2 separate regions of the Ovis aries genome follow, and region 1 is linked to region 2. Evidence: chromatin contacts called from public Hi-C data. All regions are on one chromosome and are shown on one strand. Each heading gives the region's core, a stretch centred on a gene start, on an enhancer-like site or on the middle of the called end of the contact. The rest is flanking DNA. Distances are from core to core; before and after follow the strand shown.

Region 1 (7,750 bases), core at 2,327-4,826, 170 kb before region 2:
CTAAAGATCAGTCCTGGGTGTTCTTTGGAAGGAATGATGCTAAAGCTGAAACTCCAGTACTTTGGCCACCTCATGCGAAGAGCTGACTCATTGGAAAAGACTCTGATGCTGGGAGGGATTGGGGGCAGGAGGAAAAGGGGACGACAGAGGATGAGATAGCTGGAATGCATCACTGACTCGATGGGCATGAGTTTGAGTGAACTCTGGGAGTTGGTAATGGACAGGGAGGCCTGGCGTGCTGCAATTCATGGGGTCGCAAAGAGTCGGACACGACTGAGCGACTGAACTGAACTGAACTAAACTAAAAACATCCTTCGTCACAGAAAATCAGAAAGAGGTATATACTACCATTGCAGCATTAATCTTGGGGACATTCAGATTCAGATTCAGTATTACTTTAGCACTGAACCAAACCAGGCTATGTGCACAATAAATAAAATGTCTTAAAACCATATGGATCCTTTATTTCAGGAATAAGCACTCACTTGGAAAGTTAAAGTAGGAAAAATAATATTACTTAAAATAAATTAAGTGCCACAATCAATAATAAAAATTTGGAATTTGCAAGAAAGAAGAATATATTTTCCAATTAAAAGATTATGAAGGACTGGTTTCTTCACATACACTCATATACACACAAAGAAATTTCTCTAAAGCTTTATATAGAGTTGACTATTAGCTAATGAAGATGGGAAGATAATTAAAAACCTCAACCTCTAAATATGATTCCAAAATTAACTTGTCAGATTAATTCATTGGCTAGAAAGGCGTTGAGCACCCACTGTGGACTAGGTATTTATTATTGTGAGACAAAAAATATGCACTGGAAAAGGACATTTTAAACATAATTATATCTGAAATGTAATATGCATTATGTGACTGAGAACTAATTAATTATATTTAACACATTTAACACACCCAGCATAATTCAAAACAATTATACCCTTGAACAACTTGAGTTTTAAAATTCCCCTCATTATTCCCTTAAGTTGATTTCCACTCTGGTATTCTTTCCCAGTTCTAAAAAAAAAAAAAGAATAAAGAAATTTCTTAAATAAGCCCTACTTATTTAGAATAGAAATGGAAGAGAAGGGATGTATTAGTTCTTGAATTCTTGTTTCCATTTGCTCTCAAATGTGCTTCTAATGTTCAATTTTCTCTTCAGAGAAAATCGTGACTTACAAAAACAAAAAGTACAACCATCTTTAGCATTTAAACAAACATATTATTCAGTTCTTACTAAAGTCACCAAAGATTGAAACTCAGAAAAAAACATTTAAAAAATCTTTATTCTAGGTTATGTAATGCCATTCACCATAGTAATGATCTGATACTTTGGTATAAGACTTTTTAAAATATATATTGCCAACAGGTAGAAAATTTTCCTTGGCTGTCTTAAGACAGCCTTTGAGGGAGTTTTCAGCAGTGTATTGGCTCATAACTTGAGTGGTGATTTAAATAAATGTCACTTCTATCACTTAATGATAATCTTATTGAGGGTACTTTAACTGGGAAAAGAAAATGCCATGTTGCTTCTTCCTCCCAAGAAAAAGGGGTGCATTTCATTCTGGAAGTATCTACCTACCATCTAACTGTCTACCTATCTATCTCTACATACATATGTATATAGATACAAATTGATATAGATACAGCTATATATACACATATGTATATATGTCCAACAAAGGTTTGACTTTGAGATGTCTTCCTCTTCTAATTCATTATTCTGTGTGACGCTCAAACTGTACTGCCTTTCACATTTATTCATTCATCAATGAATAATTGAGTGTCTGAATGTACTGAGTACCCTCTGCATGCTCAGTTTTATGTGAGACGTAAAGGAAGATGCAATATGTATGCGCAACTGAATCACTTTGCTGTACACCAGAAACTAACACAACACTGTAAATCAACTGTACTTCAGTTCAAAAAGAAAAGAAAAGAAATAAGACAGTCTCTGCCCTCCAGAATTTTTCTCTCTCTTCCAGGGGCAATATATCACACAATATATCATTAAACAATTTATAAGACTAGTGCCAAAATCAATGGTACAGATAACATGCAATTTGCATTGAGGCAGACTTTTAGAGTTTCAAACAATTTCTTGTGTTTAACCCTCAGAACACTATTGTTAAGTACACATTATTAGCCCCATTTTAGCAATGAGGAACTTGACATTCAGAATTTTAAGTGGCCTGCCTCAATCAATAGGTTATGAGTGGAAGGAAGAATCAAGACTCAAGCCAAGGTTTTCTGATTATAAGCCAAGTGCTATTTTCAATTACAGTACAGAAAACCAAGGATTGAGGCATTTAACAGGGCAGCAGCCAGCCCTCCGGTAAAGGTGGAATTAAACTAAACCTGATAAATATCCAAATTAATTTCACTTTGCAAATATTTGTGCTTCAGTGTTAGACATAGCACCCAACTACCATTTCCTCAAATTTAGTGCTTTAGTGCTCTTACCTGCTCAGGGAGAGCTTTGCTCGCAGAAACGGGGGTGTCAAATACAATAAGACGCTGGCCTAGGAGGATCATATAAATCTTAAGCGATAAAAATAAATCTTAAAGATCTGGTTTCAACTAATCCTCACACATTTTGTTTCGCCTCAGAGCCAGAGTGTAACTCGCCCCTACCCTTTTCTAGCATTCTTACTCCAAATAACCACTTATTTTAAGATGTCAATGGCTGACCCTACCCCAAATTCCACAGGTTCATCCCAGTCCTGCCACCGGACCCTAAGCCCCTGCCCAGACACCTCCCGCTTCTCCCCAGTTTATGATACCTAGGTTCGAGTTCTGCAGGTGCAGTCGCTTGCCATTACACAGCACTGACAGATAAGATGTGACCTTTCGACTCCGTCCTTGGGGACCTCAAGCTGGCCGCGCAGCGTAGTTCCACAGCCGAGAAAGGGGCTTCCCGGCTCGGGAACGAAGCCACGGGGAGTAGACGGTCCGAAGCGAGGTCTCTGACAACTCGAACGATGCTGAGCGACTGGGCGTGCATCACTCCGCCCCATACTCCTGCCAACTGCAGGAGACTTGGTCCGGCAACCAATCCATCCCAGCTCACGGGTAAGTCCGTGCCAGCCGGACCTTAAGCGGGACCCCGATGACAGGCTGTTGACGGCGGCGGCGGCAGCAAAGCCAAGGCCACCTGCCCCCAGCGCCCATCGCCGCCAACCTAAGACCACCCCCCCCCCCCCCCCGAGACTGGACCGCAGAGAAGCGTTTCTATGGAAACCCCCTAGGGATCACGTGACGGACCCGGAGGCCCAATCGCCTCTTACCTCTACAGGCGGCACCGCTTTGGGCCCTCCCTCCTGCCCCGCCCCCTCCCGCCCCCGCCTCTGTCGCCCCGCTCCTCCCCTTTCCCGCAGAGAGTCCGCACATGCGCGCTGCATCCAGCGCGCTTCCGCCCCGGCGCGCCCGGCTGTGGGGCGCGTGGGGGCGGCGTAGGAGGGTCGAGGAAGGCGCGAGCCTGAGAAGGAAGGAGCGCGGCCAGCGCGCAGGCCCAGAACCACCCGAGACGCGGCTGCCGGCTACGCCTCTGAGCGGAAGAGGGAAGTGGAGGCGCCAGTCTGCGGCTTCCAGCTGGGGCTGGGCTTGCTAAGGTCGAGGCAGCGTCTAGAGGAGGCCTCGGCCGCCGGTCCGGAGCGGGGATGTCGAAGAACACGGTGTCGTCGGCCCGGTTCCGGAAGGTGGACGTGGATGAGTACGACGAGAACAAGTTCGTGGATGAGGAAGACGGGGGCGACGGGCAGGCCGGGCCCGACGAGGGCGAGGTGGACTCCTGCCTGCGGCAATATCCTTCAGTTCGCTGGCCTTCGCGCCCCACCCGACCCCACCCGACCCGGCCCCTCTTCCGGGACCCAGCTGCGGGCAGGGCGTGAGGGCAGGGACCCCCGCTTCCGTGGGCTCCCTGTCGTGAGTGGGCAGGAGGGCTCTTCTATTTCTCCCGAGACCCCCGGGTCCCGCCCTCGGAAACTTACCTTGCCAGCGCGCTGTCCACGCCCCCGATTCCTCAGGTTGCGCCGGGAGTTCTCGCCTCCCGGGGACCGGCGGGGACGGCCGCGCCCTCGCGGCTCTGGTGCTGGTCAGTCGGGGAGCTGCAGGGAGCTTAAGTGGTCCTCTCAGATCGTATTTATCGGGTTTTCATTAGAACCCACGTCCGATCGGGAGGAGCGGGCATTTTTCTTCAGTGATTTTCTTTTTATTGTGGTGGTGGTTTTGTTGTGGCAGCGTTATTTCACGCCGGGAGACATGGGGCGGCTTGCAGAATTGAGGCCCTTCTGTCTGTCTTTTTAAGCTTGTGGACGCCTTTTTTTTTTTTTTTTTAAGAGGAAGGGATTTGACAAAATACAGGTTGCACAGAGTTGGTTAACCAGGGGAAAGGGAATGAGTACAAAACTGCTCAGAAAGAAGCTGGAAGCGTTTTACCTGCTAGACGGAAAATGCATGTAGAGAATCCCTGGAAATATTTTAAATAAACGCCAAAGAATAACATAGGAAAAAGTGAATCATTTGTACAAAACCGAATCATTTTGTAATGATGGAATCGTTTCCGTTAAGTTAAAATGTGGCTGTCAGTTCCTGGTTTGGGTTTTGCATATTTGAATATTCATAACTTTGAGGGAGTATTTGCATGAGCTCTTTTTTCGGAAAAAATGTAAATGTTGCAATAACCCAGGCTGTCGTTTTAGAGATTGTCAATTACTGAATTCACTCATTTCTAATTATTCTTGGGTGTATTCATAAGATTAGGAAGGCTCTTTAGACTTTCCTCATCAGTGGCCTATTAAATTAAATGGGGAAATACATGAGTGAAAATATTTGGTAGCAGCCACAGCTGGTCTTACAGGCACCTAAAATACAGCATTAAACATTTATCAACATACAGATGTTTCTTTGATTTCCGTTACTTTCACAATCAGCTGTTGCTGTTTTGCATTATTTAACATACTTAAGTGTTTGGGGTGGAGGGGAGCAGTCTCATAAGTGAGCCAGTCTGCAAACGGGACGCTTCTCTAGAAGTCCATTAAGCCTTGAAAATAACAGCCTGCCACCAACCATAGTTTTTTTAGTCAGACCTTTTTCTTTAGAACATAAGTGGTGAAGATTATTCTGTGTAGAAACATTCTTCGTGATGCATAAATGATGTTTTGTGAGACTAACTTTTTTTAGGTGACGTGATGACTCTTCAATGGTACTGCTGTATCCCTATAGTGGATCTGCTTTTAAATCAATTCATCTTAAAAAAATAAATAAATAAAATAAATCAATTCATCTTGAAATATAAAGATACTGTCCCTTCTTGTCTCAACAAGAAGAGACAAGCCCTGATCAGGCACTACAGATGGAGGAACAAGTGAACTCTGTGAGGTTTTCCTTTTAGGGCAATGACTGTACATTCTGACAGTGTGATTGGCCTTCTGTTCCTCATTCTTGCTAACTCACTGGTGCTTTCAAAGGAAGACTAAATTTAATAGGTGTGGCCTAAAGCAGTTTGAATGACCTTTATGAAATATGAGAGAAAATATTAAAAAACAGAAAAATTAAGCTGCCACCTACAGGTCATTATTTTATCTTCTGTAATGCCTCTTAACATCAATATTGAGAGATTGCTAATGTATATCATTCAGATTGCTAGAGTAATCTGCCAGCACTTTTCTACCAGCATTTCAATTAATATAGAATATAATTCTAATCAAAGGATAGGCAGACAGTCTGTTTCATTTGGGGACCTAAATAATTCTGATATATATTTTAGAATTTTTTAAATGTCACTCTGGATAATGTTTGCACATGTGTTTTACTGGAAAATGAAAGGTTATTAAGGTGCTCAGTTAATAATTAGAGCCAAGGGTAAAACAGTTTTTGCCTTATTTTTTAAAAATTTAATGCTCTCTTTCATTTTCAGTATTTTATCTTTGATTGACATCCTTGAAACGAACATGTTGAATTTTCCAGTATTGAACGTAGCAACCATAGTAATTTTTCTTTCTATGCATAACACCAAATCTCAAGAACCAGTGGTTCCTGGGAGTTCCAGTGCTTTCCTGAGGGCTGCCCTTTGCTGCTATCCCCTTAACCTCCATCACAGGAAACATGACAGCTGCCCTACAGGCAGCTCTGAAAAACCCCCCCATCAACACCAAGAGTCAGGCAGTGAAGGTGAGTCACAGACAACACACGATCTGTGCTGGCGTCTCAGCCTTCTTACCAGAACCCTCCAAAGTGTCTCACAAAGTGTCAGCAAATGTCTTAACTGTTTGCCGTCTTTGACATAGAAGAGCTTACAATGTAGTTTGATAGGTGGAAAACCTATATAAAAAATTAGTGCTCCAAAATTGAGTTGTGATAACGCTGCGTGGTAGGTAGACTTAAGTTCTAATGACCGAGACATCTGTGTGTTTTCAGAGGAGGCCACTCAGGTCGAATTTGAGCAAAGGCTTGAAGAACAAGTGAAACTTTCACAAAATAAACACATGCTACTTGCTTTTGAAAGATTTTTTAAAATTCTACCATTCTCATAGAATTAAATTCTAATATTTAATTCTGTTAAATATTATTGAAAACTCAGAAATGTGGGGGAATGAAAATAATTATAATTCCATACCTGTAGATAATCATTACTTTTTGTTGTTGCTGTATGCTTATAGAGTTTTTCTATGAGTTTTTCTTTTCATTAAAATAGATAAACTGCTTTTCATCTGTATAGCAGCATACATGAACAGCTTTACTTGGTAATAAGTTTATTTCTATAATATCTTTTTTAACATCTGTATTTTGATAATCCTGCAGTTTAGTTATATATAAACTTTCATCATATATTTATTGACTTTTTTCCTGTCATAAATAGTATTGAAATGAACAATTCTTGGTAAAGTCTGAATTGTTTCCTTTGAATAAATTTCTGGAAGTGAATGGCTGGATTTTAGACTGCACATTTTTTTAAGGCTACATATGGTATTGCCATACTACCCTTCAGAAAAGTTGTAAAATTACATTGCCTCTTAACCATCTTTCAGTAATTCTTAAGAACCTATTTACTTAATTGTTTAAAGCCCAGATTAAATTTTTTTTCTTTTTTTTTTCAGATTAAATTTTAATGTTTAGTTCTGTTAAGTATTGTAGAAAACTCAGCAATATGGGGGAATAAAAATGTAATCGTCCATAATCCCACACCCAGAGCATTGATCCCCCCACTGTCCATAGCCATTCACACATCCTAGGAGCCCCAAGTATCTCCTTAGTTAAATACTAGTAAATAATAACTTAGGTAAATGCATTATTATCTAGGCAACATAATCTTTTATAAGAGGAAATGCTTCTTTGGTTTTTAAAAGTGAGTAACGTCATTGAAATTTCGTTTTACCACCTTCTGCTTTTTTGTGGGTGTTTTTTTTTAATCAGAGCGTGTGGGTGGGAGGTTATAGCTCTCCATACAAGGATATTTTTCTAAACGGATAATTGCATAGTCTTTAAACTGAAGACAGCAAAAGGTGGTAGAAGCATACTGTAAGATCATGACCGGCAGGAATGCAGAAGGTATCACTTTGTGTTGAATAGAAAGAGAAACATTGTTGAAAGGGGAAATTAAGTGTTCTGTGTACTTGGCTTGCTAGGTGAAAAGCAACTGCTGTTGGAGCAGTCATTCATCAAAGAAAAAGATCATTATAAATGAAGACCACTCTAATACCTATAGTCACTTGACTATAGATGTGAAATGAAAAATAAGTTTTAGAAA
Region 2 (7,205 bases), core at 985-3,484:
TTACTTTATTTTTCTTGCTAGTACTTATCACCATTCGATGAACATATTTATCTGTTCCTATGTTTATTTGTTGCATCCTTCCATCAGAAAATACTTTCCCATGTTCACTGTTAATCATTCACCACTGAATCCTCAGTGCCTAGAATATAGCAACCTCTCAAGACATATCTGTGGAAAGAATGGGTGAATTCAGACATGCTGCACACAGCATAGCTGGTCTGGAGTCAGAAGACCTATATTTGAGTTTTAGCTTCCACAAACCAATTATATGAGCCTCAATAATTTTAACTTTTGGGGGCTATGCTCTCTTCATCTGTAAAAAGAAGGGGTCAAACTTAATCTATGAAACTCTTTAAGTTTTTCCTGCTGCATCACCTTATACTTGTGTTTAACTGGACTGAATACTTCCCCCAGAGCCCAATCCTCCTTTCTATGTATCTCTGCTCAGTTTCCTTCATATGGATTCCTCCTGCGCAATCCACACTTCTCAGAATACTGTTTATCCTTAAGGTCCAATTTAAGTGCTGTTTTCTCCTTGAATCCTAGCAAACTGCAAACTCTCTAAGAGAAGGGTGGAGTTTTATACTCTTAGTAGTTAGTACAATGCCTCCCATATAGGTTATCACCAAAATGACTGATGAATCATGTGTATGAATGAGGAAATAAACAAAGGAAGCTTTCCCTGATTCACCCCAATTGCTCGCATACTCTGCCTTTGGACTCATGACACTTGGTATCTTTTATGATCCTTAACCATAGTTTACTTGCCTAATATATACTAACCTGCAAATTCCTTAAAATTAAGGACTGTCCTGACAGTTTCCATATCTCTACAGCACTTTTCATACATCTCCACCACGGTTGTATATTTATTAAGCTTATCTGATATGTTAAACAACAAAGGGATAATAAAGGAGAAAAAGGACCTTGAAATACCCCTATAATTCCACCTACCTACCATGCAGTCATTGGGCATACATGCTGTCAGTTAAACTCAGGCATTCCACCATACTTGAAAGATCTCATCCTTCTCTACACACTCTGCTTAATAAAACGATTACTACTTTCAAAAGCAGAACAGCTACCCTCATGTAGCACTTAACTACAAACCTTTTCTTGCAGGGATCCACTCACATACCAATACTTTCACTTCACTAAATGGCTAAAATGACTTTCCTGCTCATTTCAGACTACTACCCTATCCAATTCCCTCCTCCACAAGGTATGAAACCACTTTTAAAATCATTTTACCATAAGCTTGCCATTCTTAGTTTTGCTACTAAAAGACAAAAAGACCTGTTTCAGGGTCTCCCTTCCCCTTTTCTAAGCAGTGGCAACTCCTCACTTAAGTCTTAGGATCTTAACAATCTCATTTTCCTGTGCCATCAAGATCTTGACCCCCGTTTATCTCTACCTTCAAGCTCTTATTCTGCTTCCATGGAACCTTCCAAGCTGCACAATAGCTGGTGCAATACGCTCTCGCCACCATGTACTTGGTTCCAATCTGCATCTTCCTTCTCCAGTGTGTATTAATCGCCCCCTTAACCTCCCCTGATACACATCACACTCTCTCACACTCTGCACCCATGCGTCACTCTACCTCGACATACAAGTTCTTTACACCACTCTTAATGGATCTACACGACTCTCCGAATGGTATCTTCCGACGGATTCTAACCCAGTTTCTTCTGGGGGATCCAACCCCGGCTGTAGTACCTCCCTTTTTCTTCACTTCCTCATCCATTCCCTTCTTTATGCCCCCTACCCTCACCCCAGCAACTAACTACAGATGACATTATTTCTCAGTACTTCCAACCCCAGAACGATGAACAAACTCCAGTTTCCGGCGGCGTACCCCTCCTCTAGGCCTCCCCCCACACCCCAGGTGTGCAGACTTCCACCTGGCCTTCTCCCCAGCCATCGCTCCAGCCCCACCACCACACCACGTTCCCCCACCGCAGGGATCAGACTCCTCCACACCCACCTCTATTCGGGGTCGCCGCCGCCTCCCCGGGCGCCTCCCCGCCCCGACTCGCCAGCGAGCCCCGGGCGCGCGCGCACACACACACGTTCTCACGCTTCCCTAACCTCCTTCCCCGCACCGAGACCAGCCAGCTCCGCGGGAACTCAGCCCGGCCCGCGGAGGGGGATAGGTACCCAAGTGCGTGCCCGCTCCGCCCCCTCCCGCCGAGCCTCTCGCAGCCCCCGCCTCCCAACCGGGAAAAGAGAGGACACAGCAACTCCCCCGCCACCCCGGACGTACCACCTCTGTGTCTGTTGCTCCGTGCCCCCAACCTTCGGCCCGCTCCCCCGCTCCGTACTGGGCCGGCCCCCACACTCACCGGAGATACTGCGCGCTCTGCAGGCTCATCCTCCGCCGCCGCGTCTTCCCGCGAAGCCTCTGCGCGTCTCTCAGGCTCCTCGGAGCGGCCCCGCGGCACCACGGGTGCTGGCGGCCGCCGCCATCTTCCTCTCCTCCGGCTCCTCCTCGCTCGGCGGGGGGGTGGGGGTGAGTGAGGCGAGGGGGGAGGGAGCGGGGAAAGCTGCTCTCGCTGCTGCTCCGGCCCTTGGGGCGCAGGGACACTCCGACCCGGGAAGGGGGGAGGGAAAGGGAGAAGGGATGGGGGCGGGGGGAAGAGGGACAGCAGAGGAAGGAAGTGGGGGGGGGGTCTCTCGCGAGATTTCAGCGGCGCCGGTCCCTCCGGGTGATTTCCGCCTCTCTGTAGCGCTCGCTCTTGGGATCAGTTAGCCGTGCCGCGCCTGTGCGGCTGCTGAGTGGCCCAGTGGAGGCGCTTGGCGGCTTCCGGCCAACCCACCCCTCTCCTCCCGCGCGAGGGGGCAACCCCAGCCTCAGCGGGAACATCGAGCCCAAATCAATCGGGAGTTACACTCAAAGTCTTCCCCCGTCTTTCCACTCCGTCCGATTTCGCTCTTCCTTTTTTCCTTTCCTCCACTCTTCCCGACCGGAAACGCCGCCTCTTCCTCTTACAGTTCCGGCCCCCCAGTCCCTCGTCTCCGGTCCGGCCTCGCGCCCTAAAGTGACGCTAAGGACCCCCTCCTCTTTTCTGGGGCCCCTCCCTCTGCACGCAGGGACACAGTTGGAGAGGTTAGGGTGGAGCCCAGGGATGGAGAGAAAAGAAACCAATCGGATTGGATAAGCAGCTGCCAAGGCAACTGGAGGCTGTAGCTGTATTGTCATAGTAACCAATGTGTGCAGGCTGAATGACCCTCCCTTGACTTAGTGGATTCCCCGAAAAGTGCCTAGGGTTTCCCCTCGGCTTCCCTTCCATCTTAAAGGCCTCCCCCAGGTTGGGAATCGGGTAGTTCTCCAGAGCAGTGAGGTTCATGTTCTCCTCCCTTTCCCTTTCCCGCAGCGATGGGGGAGATCCCGAGGCATTCACCACGGGCTTTTCCACCCGCCTGCGGGCGGGAACCGCCTCCATAGTTTTCCTCTCCATGACGGACGCGGGGAGGGCCGGGCCTACGAAAAAGATGCCGGGCCTGAAGGCTGGTGGGCGGTGGGCTGGAGCCGACTGTGCGAGGCGGCGGCGCTAGGCTGCGAGGCGGGCCAGGGGTTTCCCCATCACCGGGAGAGTTCTGGGAGGCGGGGTCCCGCCAGGACGGGGTCCCTGAGGGAGGAGAACGGCACACGACTGCCGAGATCCCTCGTCTGCCGACTGGGACATCCGACTTTCCCCAGCGGTCGGCCCCTCACAGAAATCCCCCAGACCCCACCCCACAATCGCACTCGGCCACGGAGCCTCCTCGGGAGTTCCCCGCGCGGCCTTCACGAGCCATCTCCTGCCACGAGGAGGCCGGAGTGGGGGTGGGAACTCATCTTGGAAGGCTGACAAGTGGTTTTTCCAGCACTTAGGGCAGGGGACACGGTGCGAAGTTCAGGGCCGCCATCCCTCGGAGAGGCACCCCTCCCGCCAGTGGGAGTCCCCCTTGCTTATCAAAAGCAGACGTCCCATTTCCTTTCTCCTCTTCAAATTTCCTTCTGTCGCGTGTCTGCAGTGTTTTAGAACTCGTCACTATGTATCTTTTGGGTTGCAGAGGAACGCATTGGGTAAGATAGTGTCAAGAAAAACAGATACTTGCGTGAAGTTCCAATGAAAGGTTTCTAGGAAATGGATTTTCATTCTTAGACCCAATCTTTTTGAATGGTTATTATGTGTATTTTATTTATCTCAGGTTTGAGGCAAAAAAGAAAAAAACACAGCAACGAATGGGTTCTTCATAATATGGAGTGTGGAAGTACCTGGAGAAGTTGTATCCTAGTGATTTGAAAGAATTATTTAGCATTTTACAAATTATATTTTCCATTGGTATTATGGAGCTGTCCCAAAGTACTTTAGGATGTGTAACGGGTAAACCCCCTAGGAATGCCGGCCTCATTTCATGGTTAAAATCAGAATTTTAAGGGGCTATTTTCTTTTGACTTGGGATACCTGATCCTTTCATGCTGGGTGAAGAGCCACTGTCAAAATCCTATTAAAAGACTGGACCAATGTCTATGTGTACGTTTGGAGGAAATGAAAGTGTAAGCTGCTTGAAGTTAAATCCCAAGGAGAGATTATCATTAACGAAATAGAAACTGAACTATGCCCCCTTGTGCTGCAAGCGTCTACTGTGATGTGGTGCGACACGCGGTTTGATTGCAGCTGTACAATGCCCCCTATCGTCCCTCCTCCCCCACCCCGAGAGGCCGCCCACTCATGGGAAAGAGAGACACCTAGTGAAAGATTGTTCTCATCTCTGGTTTAGAATCCGACTTTTCTTCAACCTGCTAGCCCAAGGATGGAGATTACTGCTACATAGTACCGAAAATGGGTTTCCTCGGTGGCTCAGCGGTAAAGAATCTGCCTGCCAATGCAGGAGACATAAGAGACATGGCTTCGATCAGGGTCGGGAAGATCTCCTGGAGGAGGGAATAGCAACCCACTCTAGTATTCTTGCCCGGAGAATACCATGGACAGAGGAGCCTGGCGGTCTACAGTCCATAGGTCGCAGAGTCTGAAGCGACTGAGCATGTAGGCACACAGTACCTAAAATACCATAGATTTCCTTTCTGAAATTTATTGGTTAGATTTTTTAAAAGATCTTAGCCAGAATAAAAAATTTTTATTATGTAAAATAACCACTCCCTTAGTAATTATCATAATAGCACTTTTTATGTCTGTGGCTCCTATGTCCAGTCAACAGTATATGGGCACATAACAAGCAATCTAGAAAAATACTAGTATCTTCTCATTTTGAAAACTGGGATCGGAAAAATGCATCTTTTTGTTGTGTTGTTTGTTTAATAAACATTACTGAGCATTTATTATATTTCAGACACTGTCCAGGTTACCATGGATACCACTGTGGAAGAGACATGTTCCCTGTCTGGGAGGAACCCACCTTTTGGTAGAGATACCAGAGAATAGAGATGTGATTTGGATGCAGTATTATGAGTGCGGCAGTTAAGGTAGGAAGAAAGTGCTTTAAGTGTGCTGATGAAGTTCAGACATATAAGCCATCTTTGTATTTTATTGCAGCTTTCCTAAGAATTTTTCAAGACTCTTCAGTAGCTTTAGTGTCTCAACAAACCAGATAGAATAGTAACATTTACACTTTACAGATTATAGAACATTGATACCCATCTTGAAAGTAACTTTAAAAGTCAATAGGATTCAGAAAGATTATGATCCAAGTTTATATATTGCTTAATGTACACTTTCCAATTTCATCTCTTTCTACTAGCCCCCATCAACAGGTTTGTAGAATACAAGCATCTTCCTGCAGTATTATTCACCTTGTTCCCCCCTGCCAGAAAAGGTTACATTGAAACTAAAAGAAATTATAGAAGACAAGCTGTTTCATTTTGTTTCATCCTACCTAATCTTAAATTTTTCACTTTATGCCTAAGTGATTTTATGGAAAAATCATAAGCTAGCAGATTTGAGCGCATCCCAAGTCTGCCATCTCAGTCTCTGAACTTCAGTTTTTTCCTTGATTAAAGGAAACATTACCTATAGAAGTTTTCTGTAAACTTTAATGATAACTGTATGCATATATGGTGGCTCACCTGGGGTCACACAGAGTTGGACACAACTGAGGCAACTTAGCAGCAGCAGCAGCTGGTAAAGAATCCACCTGCAATGTGGGAAACCTGGGTTCAATCCCTGGGTTGGGAAGATCCTCTGATGAAAGGAACAGCTGCCCACGCCAGTATTCTGGCCTGGAGAATCCCATAGACTGCATAGTTCGTGGGGTCACAAAGAGTTGAACACAACTGAGTGACTTTCACTTTTTACTCTCATGAATATATGAGTGCCTGATGTACAGCACTGGCATTTGATTAATGTTTTTGACTTGTTGCTCTTTTATCAAGCTAAAACTACTAATATAGAACTACTGCAGCATAAAATTATTTAAAAAAAAAAATAGGTTATCCAGTCTTTGTCTGTAATACTCATAAATCTGGCCACACACCCAAATTTGTTCTCATTCAGTGCTAGAAGATAGATTTCTTTGTCCTCGACTCTGATTACAGAAAAGAATACAGTATCAGGACATTGTGAGTCACATTCCAGAGGGTTGAAACTTAAAAAAAAAAAAAAACCTTTTATCATTAAAAACAGCTTAATATAACCACACTTCTGCCCAAGTAAATAGAGTGGCCAGTTTTCAACCAGACACCAAGTACTTGCTAAGAAGCTACTCTTTTTTTTTTTTTCTTTTTCTTTTTACTTTATTTTACTTTACAATTCTGTATTGGTTTTGCCATACATTGACATGAGTCCACCATGGGTATACATGCATTCCCAAACATGAACCCCCCTCCCACCTCCCACCCCATAATATCTCTCTGGGTCATCCCCGTGTACCAGCCCCAAGCATGCTATATCCTGCATCGGACATAGACTGGCGATTCGATTAAGAAGCTACTCTTAACATTCCTATTGAATTTACTCAGAGCTTTGGTAACCTGATAATTAATATATAGCAAGCCTCCTCCCTTTTACTAATAATACACATCTCACCTATTCCATGAACCCTTAACAAGTACTAATTTATTTTGATAATTAACCTATATAGTCTGATTGTTTACAAATCTTGTGTACAATAGATACTTCATAAATGTGTTTCTATTTTGATGAAAATGATTTGTCAATTGCAGTACTCAAGGACACAATGTATAGGAAGCTGGCCCGTGTTCT

What was found. Hi-C and Micro-C count contacts between places; a contact is called where the count stands out from the background.
Region 1: a Hi-C map of blood shows a contact between it and region 2, with 2.8 times the contacts expected there. The contact joins the promoter of ARPC5 here to the promoter of NMNAT2 in region 2. A contact is called at or near these places in 4 of 16 Hi-C or Micro-C datasets (blood, liver, omental adipose tissue and 1 more).

Annotation. Positions count from the first base shown.
Region 1 is chr12:64,120,875-64,128,624 of ARS-UI_Ramb_v3.0, reverse strand. It overlaps ARPC5 (actin related protein 2/3 complex subunit 5), which reads left to right and starts at 3,576. Exons shown (of 4, transcript XM_060396692.1): 1 at 3,576-3,806; 2 at 6,103-6,174. The coding sequence starts at 3,663.
Region 2 is chr12:63,949,847-63,957,051 of ARS-UI_Ramb_v3.0, reverse strand. It overlaps NMNAT2 (nicotinamide nucleotide adenylyltransferase 2), which reads left to right and starts at 2,234. Exons shown (of 16, transcript XM_060396688.1): 1 at 2,234-2,509; 2 at 5,338-5,470; 3 at 7,166-7,205. It overlaps SMG7 (SMG7 nonsense mediated mRNA decay factor), which reads right to left and starts at 2,892. Exons shown (of 22, transcript XM_060396685.1): 1 at 2,343-2,892. The coding sequence starts at 2,371.